Linked DNA regions of Mus musculus: all the other regions are linked to region 1. The links are chromatin contacts, called in public HiChIP or PLAC-seq maps. All regions are on one chromosome and are shown on one strand. The core of a region is the stretch at or near the end of the contact, and the rest is flanking DNA. Distances in the headings are between cores, read along the strand shown.

Region 1 (2,836 bases), core at 249-2,748:
TAAACATACAGTAAATTTGGATAGTATCTACTATGGCTGAGACTAGGTTTAAGAAACTGCATTCAACAATAGTTAAGCAGAATTTACCCTATTAAGAAAAATACGGTTTTCAACACTTGCTGTTGTGACATATATTTGAGTAAAATAAAGACTTGAAGAGAAAATAGACCCTATAGGATTACTATGTTGCAAAACTGTGTTGCAAAAATACATGTTGGGGGTTGAGAGGACGGTTAAAGACCCTGGCAAAAGACTAGTTATTCTCTTTGCCCAGAACAACCTAATAGCACTTTTTCTATTCCCACAGCAACAGTGTTAATAACCAACTCAAAATTTCTATATGACACAATAAAAGAAAATATAAGCAACAAATATCCCTACAACTGTTTCAAATAATTCTACTGACTCTGAACTTGAGTCAACTGCTTTCTAAAAATTTCTCTTACTTTTCATGTGTTTGTTCCATTACAACCCTAAGTCCTAAGTAAATAAACACACAAAAATTTTAAGATTTCAAATGGAATGAAATTGGCAATACTTTAACAAATACAGTACTTTTCTACAATCTTTCGTCAATCTTTGACAAGGGAAAGGTTCTTGGTTGAACATTTCTTGTCCCCCACCTCTCGTGTTTAAGGACACATTTTTTCCCCCAAGATTGTATCCAATTTCAAAAGTGGCAGTTTCACTGCTGGCTCTCTGGAAAGTTATTAATCAGGAGTACTAACTTTTAAAACGCCAGTGTGACTTTGCAATTTGAACAAGTCAGTTCAGGACACTCGGACTGCTGGCTTTTTAATCTCCGTGGTTGGGAACCACAACTAGAAGCTACAGGTGGTGGGACCATTTGGCTAGGGAAGGGGCCAATTTCATTCTGAGTCATAACTGTACACTAACTTAACTTGTGGCACAAACCGTCTTCCTCAATTTCTGACACACAGAACTGGCTGCAGCTAAAAATTACTGAGGAATGTGAAGGGGGCATATGAGACAAAAGTAGTCGCCAGCTCTTTAGGACCTCACTAAAAATGGAGGTCTACTTTTTGCAGAGCAAGAGCGTTCAGGTTCCAAAGAACTTGTCACTAGCTGACTTACTCGGCAAAGTTTCTGGAGAAGTCAGCTTATCACTAACTTTGGAGAGGAAATAACTTGGGGGAGAAAGACAGACGTTATCTAAATGGGGGAAGTGCAGGGATTGGGGAATGGGGACCAAGATGGACAAGAGCAGGGCAGCAAGAGAAACCTATTGCTTTCTGGAGCCAACTTAAGGAAGCAAGTTGATCCCCAGGACAGATCCCACCTGCCTCCCTCCAGGGGACTTGCGGAGGAGCACCACCCCCTGTACCCAGGAGGGGGAAGGTTGTGGTCACAGGCAGTCAAACCTGAGCGCTTGGCCCGGGCTCTTCGTTCCAAGAGCTTCCAGCTTACTTCAGCCATGAGTCCCTCAGCCCCCGCCATCGCACAGTGCCCACCACCCCAGCTGCCAGTCAGCGAGGCCGGCCCGGCCCCGCCCCCTCGCGCGACACTGTCGGGAGGCACGACAGCCGGAAGTGAGTTCCCGGGCAGACGCCGCCCTAGCTCCTCGGCGTCTTGGTCGTCGGAGAAACAGCCCCAGGGCAGCGTGAGAGTGCAGCGAGGGGCTGCCCGTGAGGCCGCACCCCGAGTCTTTTCTCGGTCGGCCGGTCAGTCGCACGGTGCTTTGCGGCTGCCGTCAAGCGCGGCGGAGGCCGGCCGGGCCGAAGGCGCCATGGCGGCAGGCCGGCTTCCTAGCGCCAGGGCGGTGCTGGCCCCGCTGTTCTTGGGGCTCGCGCTGCTGAGCGTTGGGCCTGCCCCGGCGCGGGCTCTGCACAACGTCACGGCCGAGCTCTTTGGGGCTGAGGCCTGGGGCACCCTGGCGGCCTTCGGTGACCTCAACTCCGACAAACAGACGGACCTCTTCGTGCTGCGGGAAAGTCAGTGCTTGCCGGCCCTCCTCTGTCTGCCCCTCCCGGTGTACCCACGCCCCCTGATTCCTGTTACCCTACCTCTTGCATTTCCCAGTCTTCTGGCTCTCCCTTTATCTTCAGCACAGGGACAGCTTTCCCCTGTTTTTATCAACCCTCGGTCCTAACTCAGTAACCCCGCGGCTTGACCATCAGCCCAACCCTTAAGAACACACCAACCTCCCTTCATCTAGAAACCTCTAGCCTTCATATGGCGAATGATCACCTGCCTGCCAAAGGTCTTCCAGATTTCTAAGAACCTTGGTTTCTGGTCTAAGCATTTGCTTTCCCGTCTTTTTTCCAATCTTCCACCCCCTTTGATGAGAAAACATGCAAGCTGACAGTTTCTTGTGAGAGATGTTCTGCCTTCACCTCCTACTAATTCTGCCCTTCCTTGTGTTAAGATCTTTAAAGGCACTGTGCCTTCCTCAGGCACCAAATTCTCCACCACTCACACCAGCCTCTGTTGTTGTTAACTGCTGATAAACGCAGTGCCTCCTTGGTCATACATTCTCAAACTTCAGACTTCTCCAGCATAAGGTGCCTTAGCTTAGTGTACATCTGGCCCCTCCTCATCTTGAGTACTGCTATAGTCTTCATCCAACTTGCCATTGAAAGTTCATTAACCACATTAAGCCTTAAAAGAAAAAATGTCTGATGCTGACCAAGTGCATCGGTTGGTGGTTAAGGACCAAGGCCATGAATAAAGTTTAAAGCCCCTACAAAGCTGACTGGCAGGATCCTGACAAGGTCTTTTGAGTGCTCTTTCCAGGACCCCAGAACCTCTTATAAGACCTGGATGGTTTTTCCTCTATTTGAATGATTACCCACATTGCAAGAATACTCAAAGTCTG
Region 2 (2,836 bases), core at 167-2,666, 1.0 Mb before region 1:
CTTCTTCCCTACAGCCTGCCTCCTCAAAGGCCCAGCCCTGAGTTCTCTTTGTGTTCAGAGCAGAAGCAGCTCTATGCTATTCTGTGGCCCCATGGCAATTTGGTGTCTTGCTTCTGGCTCTTACCACTCTGGCCGGTGTAGCTGCAGCCAACTGTGTACTGTGTTGCCTCCCTCTAGACTGTGAGCTCCTCGTGGGCAGGGACCATATGGTCACTCTGTATCTCTTGTGGCACCTAAAAGTGCCTTGCACTTGGTAGGTGCTCAATAAATGTCTGTTCAAGTGAGAGCTGGAGGGTGGTGCTTTCTTGACTGCGGCTTTGGCAAGAGGTCCCTGGAGGATCTATGGTGATCGTGTTCAGAGACGGGACCCACCTTTGTTCAATTTGGGGGTGGGTCCAATTGCCTGGCTCGATCTGTCCCCCTTTGGAGGTGGGGGTGGGAGGAATTCAGCACATACCATCCTGGACAGAGTTGCCTAGCCCTGGAATCCTGACCAGATGGAACCATCCCGAGCAGTCAGTTGGCCCAAGCCTCTCCTGACAGCCTTCCTTGGGATTTTCCCCATTGCTAGTTGGAGCCGAGGGGTGATCCATAGCAGCCTTTGGCACCGTTTTCTACCATGGGGAAGATGCATGGTCAAGAGACTCCTGGCCCTGAGGTTCTGAGCTCCCCTTGTCAAGGAAGCGCTTTCTCACATGTCACCAGGCCCAGGATTCTCTGTTGCTGAAGCAGTTTCATGTTGGAATTAATCCCTTGAGATCACGTGTGTGCTCCTAGTGAAGCGCCTCACTGTCCTTAGCAAAGCATGGCAGGCTCAGCTGATGTAAGACATCCAGCGTAATGTCCAGGGAGGGCCCGAAGATGTGTGCGAGCAGCACAACAGGAGTGCGCCAACATGCAGCTCTGTGTGTCCTGCTTGAGTGAGCCCCGCCCCCACCAACTTCCCTAGTGCCCCTCCCCTCCTCTATCTTAGGAGGCTTCCTCCACTGCCCTATGTGCTGTGGGAGGAGGCCTGGAGCACATTATGTCATTGGGTTGGGGGTTGGGTTGGGTTGGGTTGGGTGGGGTGGGGTTGGGTTGAGTTCCCAAACACACGATCCTCCCACCTCTGTGTCAGCCTCCTAAGTACAGGGATTACAGGTGAGTGCCGCCATGCCCAGCAGGTTTTGGTTGGTTGGTTGGTTGGTTGGTTTTTAGACCCTCTCGGTCTATAGTCCAGGCTAGCCTTGAACTTATGGTAGTCCTCCTGCCTCAGCCTCCCAAGTGCTGGGGTTACAGGTGAGGGCTACCATGCTTCGCCGGTCTTCTAAAAACAGTTCAGGTTTCTATTCTCTAGACACCTGGTGCTGCCAAGGCCGGGGGTGACTTCTTGGGAAAGCTAAGCCAGAGTCCTACAGCCAGTGCCAGAGACGTGGCCCAGGGGCTGGAATTGACACTCCTGCTTCCTGTTTGGTGGGTTTTGCTGCAAATCACAGAACTCTACACCGTAGCCAGCAGCTTCTAGGATTTTGCTTGCCATCTCTCTCCAGGTTTACAGCTAGCCCTGCTTATCCACACAGTCTGGATTCAGACCCAGCAAAGGGAATCAGGCCTGCACTGGTCGGCCACCTGTCTGACTCCTGGATCAGTCTCAAGTTGCAGTAACTAAACAGGCTGCACGAAGAAGGGTCCTCCTGAGTGGCCTACAGGGCTATAGCAGCAGGTCACTTTACCTGTTCTCTGAGTCCCTTCTACCCAAAACAAACCACAGAGACAGTGCTGGAGGGAAGGAACGAGGCAGTTAGAATGGCCCTGTTGTGAATATGTGGACCCTGGTCTGACACACCTAGTGCTGTGTGACCTTGAGAAAGTTCCTCAGCCTCTCAAGTCTCTGGAAGGAAGGCTTGATGACATGGATACTGCCCCCACAGATCCCAGCATGCCCTCAGAGCTGAACATTGCCCTACTGGAGTGTTGCTGCAAGCTATCGCAGCTGTGCATACCTGAAATCCTGGCACTTGGGCAGCTGGGACAAGGGAGCTGCCGCAAGTTTGAGGCCAGACTGGAATATAAAGTGAGATTCTGTCAGAAGAGGTGGGAAGGAGACAGCACTGCAGTCAGGACTGGGTGTCAAGCTTGAAGCTGGCTCTCAGCACCTGCTGTGGCTGGCTGCCATTGACTCATCCTGATCCCTGTCCCCACCACTGTGTCCTCACATTCTGGAAGAAATGACTAGTCACATCTAGGGCAATTTCTGAAGAAAGAAACAAGGGAAGGGTACAGTTGGGTCTGTTCACTAAACTCATTCATTACCTTACCTAGCCATCGACCACAGTGTGTATTGATCCTGCTGGCTCTGGATGTCCACAACCACCAGCAATCTGATAAGCAGGGCGGTTTGAATAGGTTTGGCCTTCGTAGACTCATGTATTTGAATGCTTGGTCCATAGGGAGTGGCACTATTAGGAGGTGTGATTTTCTGCGGAAAGTATGTCACCGTAGGTGTGGGCTTTGAGGTCTGTGCTCAGGCTCCACCCCATGTAGAATCTAGTCTCCTGGCTGCCTTCAAACCAAGATGTAGAACTCTCAGCTCCTCCTCCAGCACCATGTCTGCCTGCATGCCACCATGCTTCCTGCAATGATGATAGTGAACCAAACCTCTGAAACTGTAAGCCAGCCCCAATTCAATGTTGTCCTTTATAAGAGTTGCCATGGTCATGGTGTCTCCTCACAGCAATGGAACCCTAACTAAGACAAAGGTGCTGGAGAAGGAGTTGAGAGTTCTTTATCTTGATCAGAAAGCATCCAGAAGGTTCAAAGAGCTCAGAAGCTCCAAAGCTGGAAAGATAGGGGAAAA
Region 3 (2,836 bases), core at 132-2,631, 660 kb before region 1:
AAGTTAGGGAGGAAATGCAAGGGGGAACACTGCTCATTAACTTGTTCTCTGTCTTCCTTTCTGTAGCATTCTCCTACAGCCAGGCCATCTGCTTAGGGAAGGTGCTGTTCATAGTGGGTTGGAGCATCCCACATCAATCATCAATCAAGTCCTAACAGACAATGCTTCTAGCTAGTCTGACTAAGGCAATTCCATAACTGAGGCTAAGGTGTCTCTAAGTATGTTGAGTTGACAATAAAGACTACTCAGTACAGTCATTATATGGTTCAGAGTTAAGAGCCATGTTTAGAATAAAGAGATTGCCTTGAATCTCCAAAGAGTTGGACTTTGAACTTTTAAGCAGTGTTGTAATTGTAAAAAGTTATGGGGACGTTTGAAGTTGAAATGCATGCATTCTGCATAACGAAATGATGGTGAGCCTATTGGGGCTGAGGATCAAAGGAGTTTCAGTTGACAGGATAGATTTGTGATGGTTTATATCATCAGCTTGACAGGATCTAGATCATCTAGGAGGCAAACCTCTGGGCGTGACAGTGAGGGAGTTTCTAAATTGAGTTAATTGAGATGGAAAAAAATCTAAATGTAGGGGGTACCAACCCACGGCTTGGGATCCAGAACTGAACACAGAGGACACATGCTGTGAGCTGTAGTTCACAATCTCTCTGCTTTCTGACTTCTCTAGCTCTGTTTTCCACTTCCATGTGTTCCCTACTCTAATGTATCATATCCCTTCTTCAGTTACTTCCTGTCAAGATATTTTGGTCATAACAATGAGAAGAGTGTGTAACACCCAATCCAATAGCCACTGTGGCAGAAAGATGGCTGGTAGGGTTTACTTCCCCCTAGCCATTCTGCATCTGATGTCTGGACAGGTCTCAGGCTAGACTACAGGGAAAGGCACTGCAGTTGGGCTCAGGTGGAGGTCTTAGTCAAGTGTGTTAAAACCCTTGACAGGCATTTCCATAGAATCCTGCTATCAGTAGATGGGGCACCCCCAAAAGGATGTGGCTGAAAGAGACCAGCGAGGTGATTCCTTCCATGCACAGCTTTATGACAACTGTGGCCCTCCTGCGAAGAGACACTCATATCATCAAACTTACAGCCACAGGGCTTTGGACAGGTTGCGTTGCTTCTTGATGGATGCCCAGTAACTCCTTTGACATGACAGTCTGACTGGGCTATTCCTGGTGGCTGAGTGAACCCATGCCAGTCATAACTGGCACGTCATATGGATGAAGAATGCTTGATTTTCCTCTCCAAGTCAGTCAGATAATGTGCTCACGACTTCAAGGAAGGCTTTTTTCAAGGTCCCGGGCAGCAGCTCCCTCAGATCTTGTAAGCGATGACTCACGCCCCGTGGCTCCTGTCTGCCCATGCTCTTCCTGTTGTGCTGGCAGGAGGGACTACTGATATTGATCCTGATGTTTGCTGAGCCTCTGCAGTGTGCCAGACACCATGACAAGCAGTTTTTTATGAATCATTTCACCTAATCCTTACCTCACCTCTCGAAATGCAAGATGAGGCTTCCTGAGGAGAGAAGTTTAGCTCCAGGCACACAGGAGGGAGAGGACAGATAGAGCCCTGGCCAATCTGATTCCAGGGGCTTTGCTCCTAAAACCTCTTGCCCATTCTTCTGGCCTGCTCAGAGACAGTGACAATCATTGGGATCACACAGGGTCAAGGATAACTTCTGGAAATGTGGTTGTTGGCATACAGAACATAGGATGGTTTCCATGAAAGCCCTCGACCTTCATCACTTAACTCTCATGGAAATGTCACCCAGGGTCAGACTATGCCGACTAGCCCGTGGTCTTCAAAGTAGGCGTGCTTTATTGAATCCATGTCTTTCAGGGATATCTACCTGCCATGGTCTGAAGTTAATGTGCCTTGAAACCTAATCAGAAGTACAATGATATTAAGAGCCTTGGCTTGTAGGGAGATTAGCTTATGAGGGCAGAGACCTCATGTGTGGGATTAGTGTCTGTACAAGAAAGGTTTGACAGAGTTGACTTGCCATTTTAACCATGGTAGACACATGAAAGTCAACACCCATGATGTAAAAGGCCCCATCTGGTACAACTGCTCCAGAACTATGAGTAATCAATTTCTGCCGTTTATAAATTATCTAGTCTATTATGCTTTGTTATTGCAGCATAAGCAGCACTAGTATTATCTTACTGATGGGGAAACTGAGGAACTGATACAGTCACCAAGATCACCCTGCTGTTGGAATTTGAATACCATGCAGGCTGACACTAACACCTGTTTTGTTAATTACTTTTCTTATCGATGTTTAAAAATACATGACAGAAATAGCCTAATAGAGGAAAGATTTATTTTAGGTCAAAGTTTCTCATTGTGTAGAAGGCACAGTGGAAGATCTTAGTTCACCTCACAGCAGGCCAGGGATCAGAGAGCAAGAGAGCAAAGGAATTTGAATAGCCAGGGATAATATATCCCCAAAGACCAGTCCTAGAGGCCTACTTCCTGTGTCTTTGTCCCTGCTTTCTGAGGTCCTAGAACCTTCCAGAAATACTTTCACCATCCGAGAGGAACAAGCGCTCAAACCATGAACCTATGGGAACATTACTTATCCACAGTGTGGCATCTGTTCTGTTTAATTCCATTTAATACTGCTGGCAACTTAAGACCTTCAGCTGACAAAAAATAGTACTCAGAGGTGAAAAGCTCACATATTGATCAGACTCGGTTATGCTGCCATAACAAATGACCCCATATCCTGATGGCTTATTTCTTGTTCATGTGACAAGTCTACCAAAGGTTAGAGATGTTTGTCCTTTATGTTCTTTACTGTTGACAGTCAGGCTGACGAAGC
Region 4 (2,836 bases), core at 199-2,698, 550 kb before region 1:
AATCCATTTCTTGAAAGTCATAAGGACAGTCAAAGCAAAAATGTCCCTGATCTACCTGAGGCTCTGGTCAAATGAGCATTAGCATACTTAGAGTCACGCATTCTCTCCCTTCTTCAGGAGTAAGCAATGCCAACCAATGCAGAGGCAGGTTTAGTGACCTGAGAAATGATATCTAGTCAAGGCATATATGACTGGAAGGTAGGACATATTGAAGGTTCTCAGAGGGAAGGGCTTATCAATAGTCCCCTGCAACATCACTTAAACTACAAGAGCCTTATGTGGGGGGGACTCACACAGTGAAATGCACTGTCTTGATTTCAGTGATGGGGACTTGGGAATGCCAGCATTCTTTGAGGCAAGACAGGGAGAAGTTAAAAAGACTTGACTGCTGATAGCAAAGACTATATGAACAAACATTCTGTAATCTGTTTCCAGCCAGACCCTTATTAACAAACTTACTTCTGATTTTATTTATTCAGTCCACAAATATTTTCTGAGCATCTACTTTTTGTTAACTACTGTTCCAGATTTTAGGACATATTAGTGAATGAAATATATAACATTTGCCATCACTGAATTCTTTAAAGGAAAACAAACAGCAACTGAGCAGCTCTGCAAGTAAGAAAATGAAGCTACACGACACCCTCTGTTCAGTGCACTGGAGAGAATGAACAGGGAAGGAGAGATTCTAGTGGGCCCTGTACTCTAGTCAGAGAATGTAGTGGATACAAAGGCAGATGGGATGTTGACCAAGCCAGTTTAGTCCGTTGGCAGGGTCTAAAGGGAGGGAGTGAGGATTAAAGAAAGAAAAATTAATTAGACAACATTATAACATGACTCCAGCCAGTGCTGAGGCTAAAGTGGGTTTACTTTTATCAAGTTTGCTTTTATATCATTCTAGGTACATACAAAGGATATGGTCAGTCTTAAGCCATAAGCAGAGTAGTTAAGGAACAAACAAAGCACAAACAAAGGTCCCATGATTACTGTATTCAGGGTCCTAACAAGTCCCATCAAGATACAAAGAACACACTCCTCAGCTGTATTGTCTTGAACCTAGTTCCTTGTCTTAGCCCAAGGTCAAATGCCTGCCAAATTCCTAGAAGGTGGGCCAAGAGTTCTTTCTCCACCGGATGTAAGGTCAACTCTGGAGTAGTAGCATCACAGTGCCTAGGCATTGAGGAATACTAAAGGGCTGAGGATATAGCTCAGTATTGAGCCCTTGCTTAACACCCAAAGAGCTGCAGCAACACACACACACACACACACACACACACACACACACACACACACACACACACACACACTCACTCACCAAGTGGGGAGAGGGGCTAGGAAGAAAAGGTTACTGAGCTGGAAAAAGGGCAAGTGTGAGTAGAGAAGGAAGAACTGGGCAGGCAGGTGGAAGTCTCTGAATTACTAAAGCCAGCTAGAAACAGAAGACAGGGAACAGGAAGCAGCCTGCTCCCAAGGCCACTAGCAGCAATGGGCCAAGGTTGCCTTAGAAAGCAATCCCATAGAACCCAGGCGGTTGCCTGAAATCTACAACTACCTGGGAGAGGCAGAGAGCCGTGTGAATGAAGAAATTCAGAATTTCTCTCAAAACTGAGGGGTGAGGGCAGGGACACAGTTATTTCCACTGGAGAAAGACTTGGTCTGGTGTTTTCTAGAGATTGCACAGGGTATACGTGGTAGGAATTTGCTAGCAGCAGGAGACAGGATCAGAGCATCTTGGCATGGCAAGGAACAGAAAAACAGTGTAGAAGATTGATCCTGCCAGATACCATCTTCATCCGGTATGAAACAAGCAGAACTAAGCAATGAGCTCCTTGAGGATATAGACTACATGGAGATTTCATTTTAAAGGAAGATATAGATGTGATCTCCAGGATAGTGGAGTTCTGTAGGAAGAGGCGAGCAGGTGGGGTAAAGCATACAGATCCTCACAGGGTTAAATTCTATCCTTTGTTTGGTGTTGGATGATCGGTTGGTTTTGGGGTGTTCAATATGTTAATATGCATCAAGTACTACATTTAAAAAGAATAGAAGGATGGAGGGGTTAACCGGAAAACATGAGTAGATTCAGAGACTCCTCAATGTCAGCGGCTGTTTCAGTTCTCAGGTGAGAGACCACCATTGTGCATACCCCAGGGGTCTGAGATGAGGCTCACTGCCTACCAGCCACACAGACAGGACCAGCCAGCCACACAGCACAGGACCAGCCACACAGACAGGACCAGCCACACAGCACAGGACCAGCCACACAGCACAGGACCAGCCACACAGCACAGGACCAGCCACACAGCACAGGACCAGCAAAATTTTGTTTACTAAAATGAACTTTCACGGAGTTAAGTGGCCAAACATACTAAAACATAAGCTTCGGGCTCATAATGGTTATTGGAATTTCAACTCCCTTGTTTACACATCATCTGTTTCCCCAACTTTAGAAGATCCAGACATCACCGGGAGACAAAGCAACTGGTTCAGGATCATATGGCAAGGCGAGAGCTGACCAGAGTCAGGACTTCTCGAGTCAGCATGCACTCTCTACTCTCTTGATGCCTCTCAAACGCCGAGCATAAGTCATCATCTTGAATGCCATCCTTTTACTCACTGAAGCCCTTGATTGTTACACATATACATTTGAGTGTGTACATGTATGTGAGTGTTTGCATGTGTGCACATGTGTCCTTGAGCGTGTGTGTGCATGTGTATGTGTGTATGCATGTGTGTTAGTGTGTGTGCATGGGTAGATGTGTGTATGTGTGTTTGTGTGAGTATATATGTGTGTGTGAATGTGTGCATGAATATTGTGTGCATGTGTGTATGTGTG
Region 5 (2,836 bases), core at 213-2,712, 520 kb before region 1:
CTTCAAACTGTACAATGTGGCACACCCCTGATAGAGATGGGGTGCTGGTAGGTGATTGATTCATGCATCCTGAGGATGGTGAGAAGAAAACTCATATTTCGTGAAACATTCTCTACACACTTAAGCACACGCATGCAAGGCACACACACACACACACACACACACACACACACACACACACACGTACATTTGTAGCATGCAATTATGGCATGAAGGTCAATCTCTGCTCTTCCACACTTCCAAGACAAGTAAACGTCTGTAAAGAGAGAGGACATGCAGTGAACAGAGTCACCAACAGGGACATAGATATTGAGTAAGTTCCCACATAAGTCTCACAATTGTACTGAAGGGGTATAAGTCAACCCTGCTGAGAGATGGCTTTCTAGGCTGAGCTGGCCTACAAGAAGAGGGCAACTCCTCTAAGCAGCTCAGGAGAAAGGGGAGAGACAATGTAGGCAAAGTGGGCATGGAAAAGGAAGTAGGATTCCTGAGGTCTGGAGAGCTACACAGGTACACACTGCCCAGGAGAGGCAAGTGTCCAGCAAGTTGCCCTCGGGAGTTGAGCCTGTGCAACCTCGAGCAGCTGTGTCCCCAAATACAGGAGCTCATAAATCAACACTGACAGCCCTGTGCCGGCCAGACCCTTTGTATCAGGGACAGATGGCCCCTGGAATATACATGTGAACTCAGTGTGATTAAAGACCTACATATGCATTTGCAAGTGGTTAAAACAGACACTGACTCTACCCCAATGTCCTTGGGCCACAGAAATGTTTCCTAAAATTAAGCTTAGAATACTAATTGTATCAATAATGTTGTCCTTCAAACTCTGTTTTTAATCCAGACAGACATATTTATAAAATGAGTTTTATACTTTCTGTTACCAGTCTGACATGAGATTAAAAGTTGTGAATCTGTTGAAACAGGAGGCTGAACATGTCTAAAAATCTCAGCCCTCCTTAGATTTATAAGTTGGTTCACCAACCTGGAGATAGGATACAAGTGAGTACAGAGACTCACACCCACCTCTGCAGAACCCTGTGAGCTGAGCCTCTGTGGCTTCCATCCTTGAGTAGGAAAATTTGAATTATAACTTCAAGAGCCTCAGTGTGAACCAGAGAGTTAAACTCTGTGGGAATCCAGGCACAGTGGTCCTATTTTTGTGACTTTTACCTCTAGAGGGTCTACGGTAAATATTGGAGAATACTCTTGTCCTTTCAGCAGGAGCAACAGACAGACTGCTTGACACAGCCAAAGCCTGTGCTCTTGCTAACGCTGTCCACCTCATCTCATGAGGATGGGAAGGACACTCAGAAGCACTTGTGATCCACCGTTTGGCTCCTAGACCCATCGGAAGACCTGGAGGCCCATCACTACTCGAATGCGTTCTGTCCCTGAAGCCTGGCCACCACATCACAAAAGGCTTATTCACCAAAGTTCTGTTTACATGACTAACCATCTCAGGAAGCAAATTACAAGGCATACCGAGGGGGCAAAGTACACAGTCTGAGAGACAGAGCAGGCGTCAGAACTTGTCAGACTTTGCAAAGATTTTGGAACCAACACCGAGACTGTAAGACAATGATAACCAAACATGGTGGGATGGAGGGAAGATGACCCGTAGAGTGGTTTCAGAGCCACAGAAGCATAGCTTTGGCTGGAGAGGCTACAGGGAAGGAGCCAAGAAGGAATTAGATCATTGCTCATGGAAGCCAGATTTCTTACTATTGGAAAGGGAGTTAAGAATATGGAAAGAGAGAAAATGAGACTGAAACTGAGGTTTTGAGCTGGAGCTAGCATGAATTTATGAAAGGCAGAGAGACCACTAAATACAGAAATTATGTGCCTCGATAGATGTGTCTTTATATGTGTGTACCTGAATACATTGTAGATATATGTGTGCATAAAGACAGTTGGGAAGACCTGAAGACAGTCGTATCTGAATAGCAACCAGCCAACTAGCAACACCAGTCCTCATTTGCCAGGATACCATGGCGGGTGTAAGAGCTCACAGTAAAGGATCTGGGGAATGGTCCCCAGTGCAAGGAAGTTCCTGGAGAATGATGGGAGAGGCTGAAGATGAGAGACCAGAGAGGCTACTGTTAGTCAGATCTGGAGCAACATGAATATCAAAAATGGCTAGTAAGTATAAAACTATAACCCATTAAATAACATAGTAATTGATGAGTCCAGTCAGGCAAAAACAAGTAAATGGGGGGAAAGACAAAGCCTTTTATCTCAGCAGAAGGAACGATGGAATTATAATTTCACTGTTTGGCAACCATCAAACTAGTAATCAATGTATCTATGAAACGCAAATGGATGTTAAAATGAGCCCTTAAGCTTTTATGAGGACAGAGTATTATAGATTTAACATTCCTTTCTATAACGGAAGATTCCAGAGCAGTTTTCTCTATCATGGAGAAATCCAGCAGACACCACCTCCAACAAGCAGTCCCAGTCAATGGCAGCAGCAGCAGCAGCAGCAGCAGCAGCAGAGAGCATCAATATCACGTGATGTTCGCTAGGAGACAGTGCTGATGCCATAGCATCATTTCTGTGATACTATACCAAGATGTGGAATCTTATTTTTTTTTATGTGTATGAATATTTTGACTGCATTTTTACACAGTGTGTGTACCTAGTGCTTGTGTAAGTCAAGAGAGGGTCAGATCCCCCAAAACTACAGTTATGGATGGTTGTGAGCAACCATGTGAATACTGAGAAATGAACGTGGGTCCTCTGCAAGAGTAACAAATGCTTTTATTCACTGAGCCATCTCTCTCACTCCTGTAATATGAATTTAATCACGAAGAAATGCCAGACAAATGCAAAT

What was found. HiChIP or PLAC-seq counts read pairs in DNA pulled down with a chosen protein or histone mark.
Region 2: an H3K4me3 HiChIP or PLAC-seq map of embryonic stem cells shows a contact between it and region 1, with 5 times the contacts expected there. The contact joins the enhancer-like site here to the promoter of Phkb in region 1. A contact is called at or near these places in 2 of 115 datasets of contacts at active chromatin or transcription factors (embryonic stem cells and large pre-B cells) and 1 of 9 other capture datasets (liver).
Region 3: a contact with region 1 is called in an HNF4G HiChIP or PLAC-seq map of pancreatic cancer cells. The contact joins the enhancer-like site here to the promoter of Phkb in region 1. A contact is called at or near these places in 9 of 39 promoter capture datasets (the 3T3-L1 cell line, the SN4741 cell line, cranial neural crest and 4 more), 16 of 115 datasets of contacts at active chromatin or transcription factors (the NIH/3T3 cell line, cardiomyocytes, embryonic basal ganglia and 12 more) and 2 of 9 other capture datasets (adipose tissue and pancreatic islet).
Region 4: a contact with region 1 is called in an H3K27ac HiChIP or PLAC-seq map of embryonic stem cells, with 4 times the contacts expected there. The contact joins the enhancer-like site here to the promoter of Phkb in region 1. A contact is called at or near these places in 5 of 39 promoter capture datasets (the 3T3-L1 cell line, cranial neural crest, embryonic stem cells and 1 more), 1 of 484 Hi-C or Micro-C datasets (the N1E-115 cell line), 17 of 115 datasets of contacts at active chromatin or transcription factors (SST interneurons, astrocytes, embryonic basal ganglia and 8 more) and 1 of 9 other capture datasets (embryonic stem cells).
Region 5: a FOXA1 HiChIP or PLAC-seq map of pancreatic cancer cells shows a contact between it and region 1. The contact joins the enhancer-like site here to the promoter of Phkb in region 1. A contact is called at or near these places in 12 of 39 promoter capture datasets (the 3T3-L1 cell line, the SN4741 cell line, cranial neural crest and 8 more), 1 of 484 Hi-C or Micro-C datasets (cerebellum) and 13 of 115 datasets of contacts at active chromatin or transcription factors (astrocytes, a beta-TC-6 cell line, cardiomyocytes and 10 more).

The regions. Positions count from the first base shown.
Region 1 is chr8:85,839,650-85,842,485 of GRCm38.p6, reverse strand. It overlaps Phkb (phosphorylase kinase beta), which reads right to left and starts at 1,498. Exons shown (of 32, transcript NM_199446.2): 1 at 1,383-1,498. It overlaps Itfg1 (integrin alpha FG-GAP repeat containing 1), which reads left to right and starts at 1,537. Exons shown (of 18, transcript NM_028007.3): 1 at 1,537-1,952. The coding sequence starts at 1,748.
Region 2 is chr8:86,838,586-86,841,421 of GRCm38.p6, reverse strand. N4bp1 (NEDD4 binding protein 1) reads left to right here. Exons shown (of 7, transcript NM_030563.2): 7 at 1-283. Among named protein-coding and RNA genes, the nearest start is that of Gm33877, 12 kb to the left of the region's middle. Within about 2 kb of position 1,416, at least 20 of the 459 cell types and tissues checked have an H3K27ac peak or open chromatin away from gene starts, as enhancers often do. A contact at or near this core is called in embryonic stem cells, where this site is marked.
Region 3 is chr8:86,500,061-86,502,896 of GRCm38.p6, reverse strand. No RefSeq gene overlaps it. Among named protein-coding and RNA genes, the nearest start is that of Abcc12, 65 kb to the left of the region's middle. Within about 2 kb of position 1,381, at least 46 of the 459 cell types and tissues checked have an H3K27ac peak or open chromatin away from gene starts, as enhancers often do. A contact at or near this core is called in the NIH/3T3 cell line, liver and pancreatic cancer cells, where this site is marked.
Region 4 is chr8:86,392,208-86,395,043 of GRCm38.p6, reverse strand. No RefSeq gene overlaps it. Among named protein-coding and RNA genes, the nearest start is that of Gm33687, 110 kb to the right of the region's middle. Within about 2 kb of position 1,448, at least 5 of the 459 cell types and tissues checked have an H3K27ac peak or open chromatin away from gene starts, as enhancers often do. A contact at or near this core is called in embryonic stem cells, where this site is marked.
Region 5 is chr8:86,357,502-86,360,337 of GRCm38.p6, reverse strand. No RefSeq gene overlaps it. Among named protein-coding and RNA genes, the nearest start is that of Gm33687, 79 kb to the right of the region's middle. Within about 2 kb of position 1,462, at least 11 of the 459 cell types and tissues checked have an H3K27ac peak or open chromatin away from gene starts, as enhancers often do. A contact at or near this core is called in pancreatic cancer cells, where this site is marked.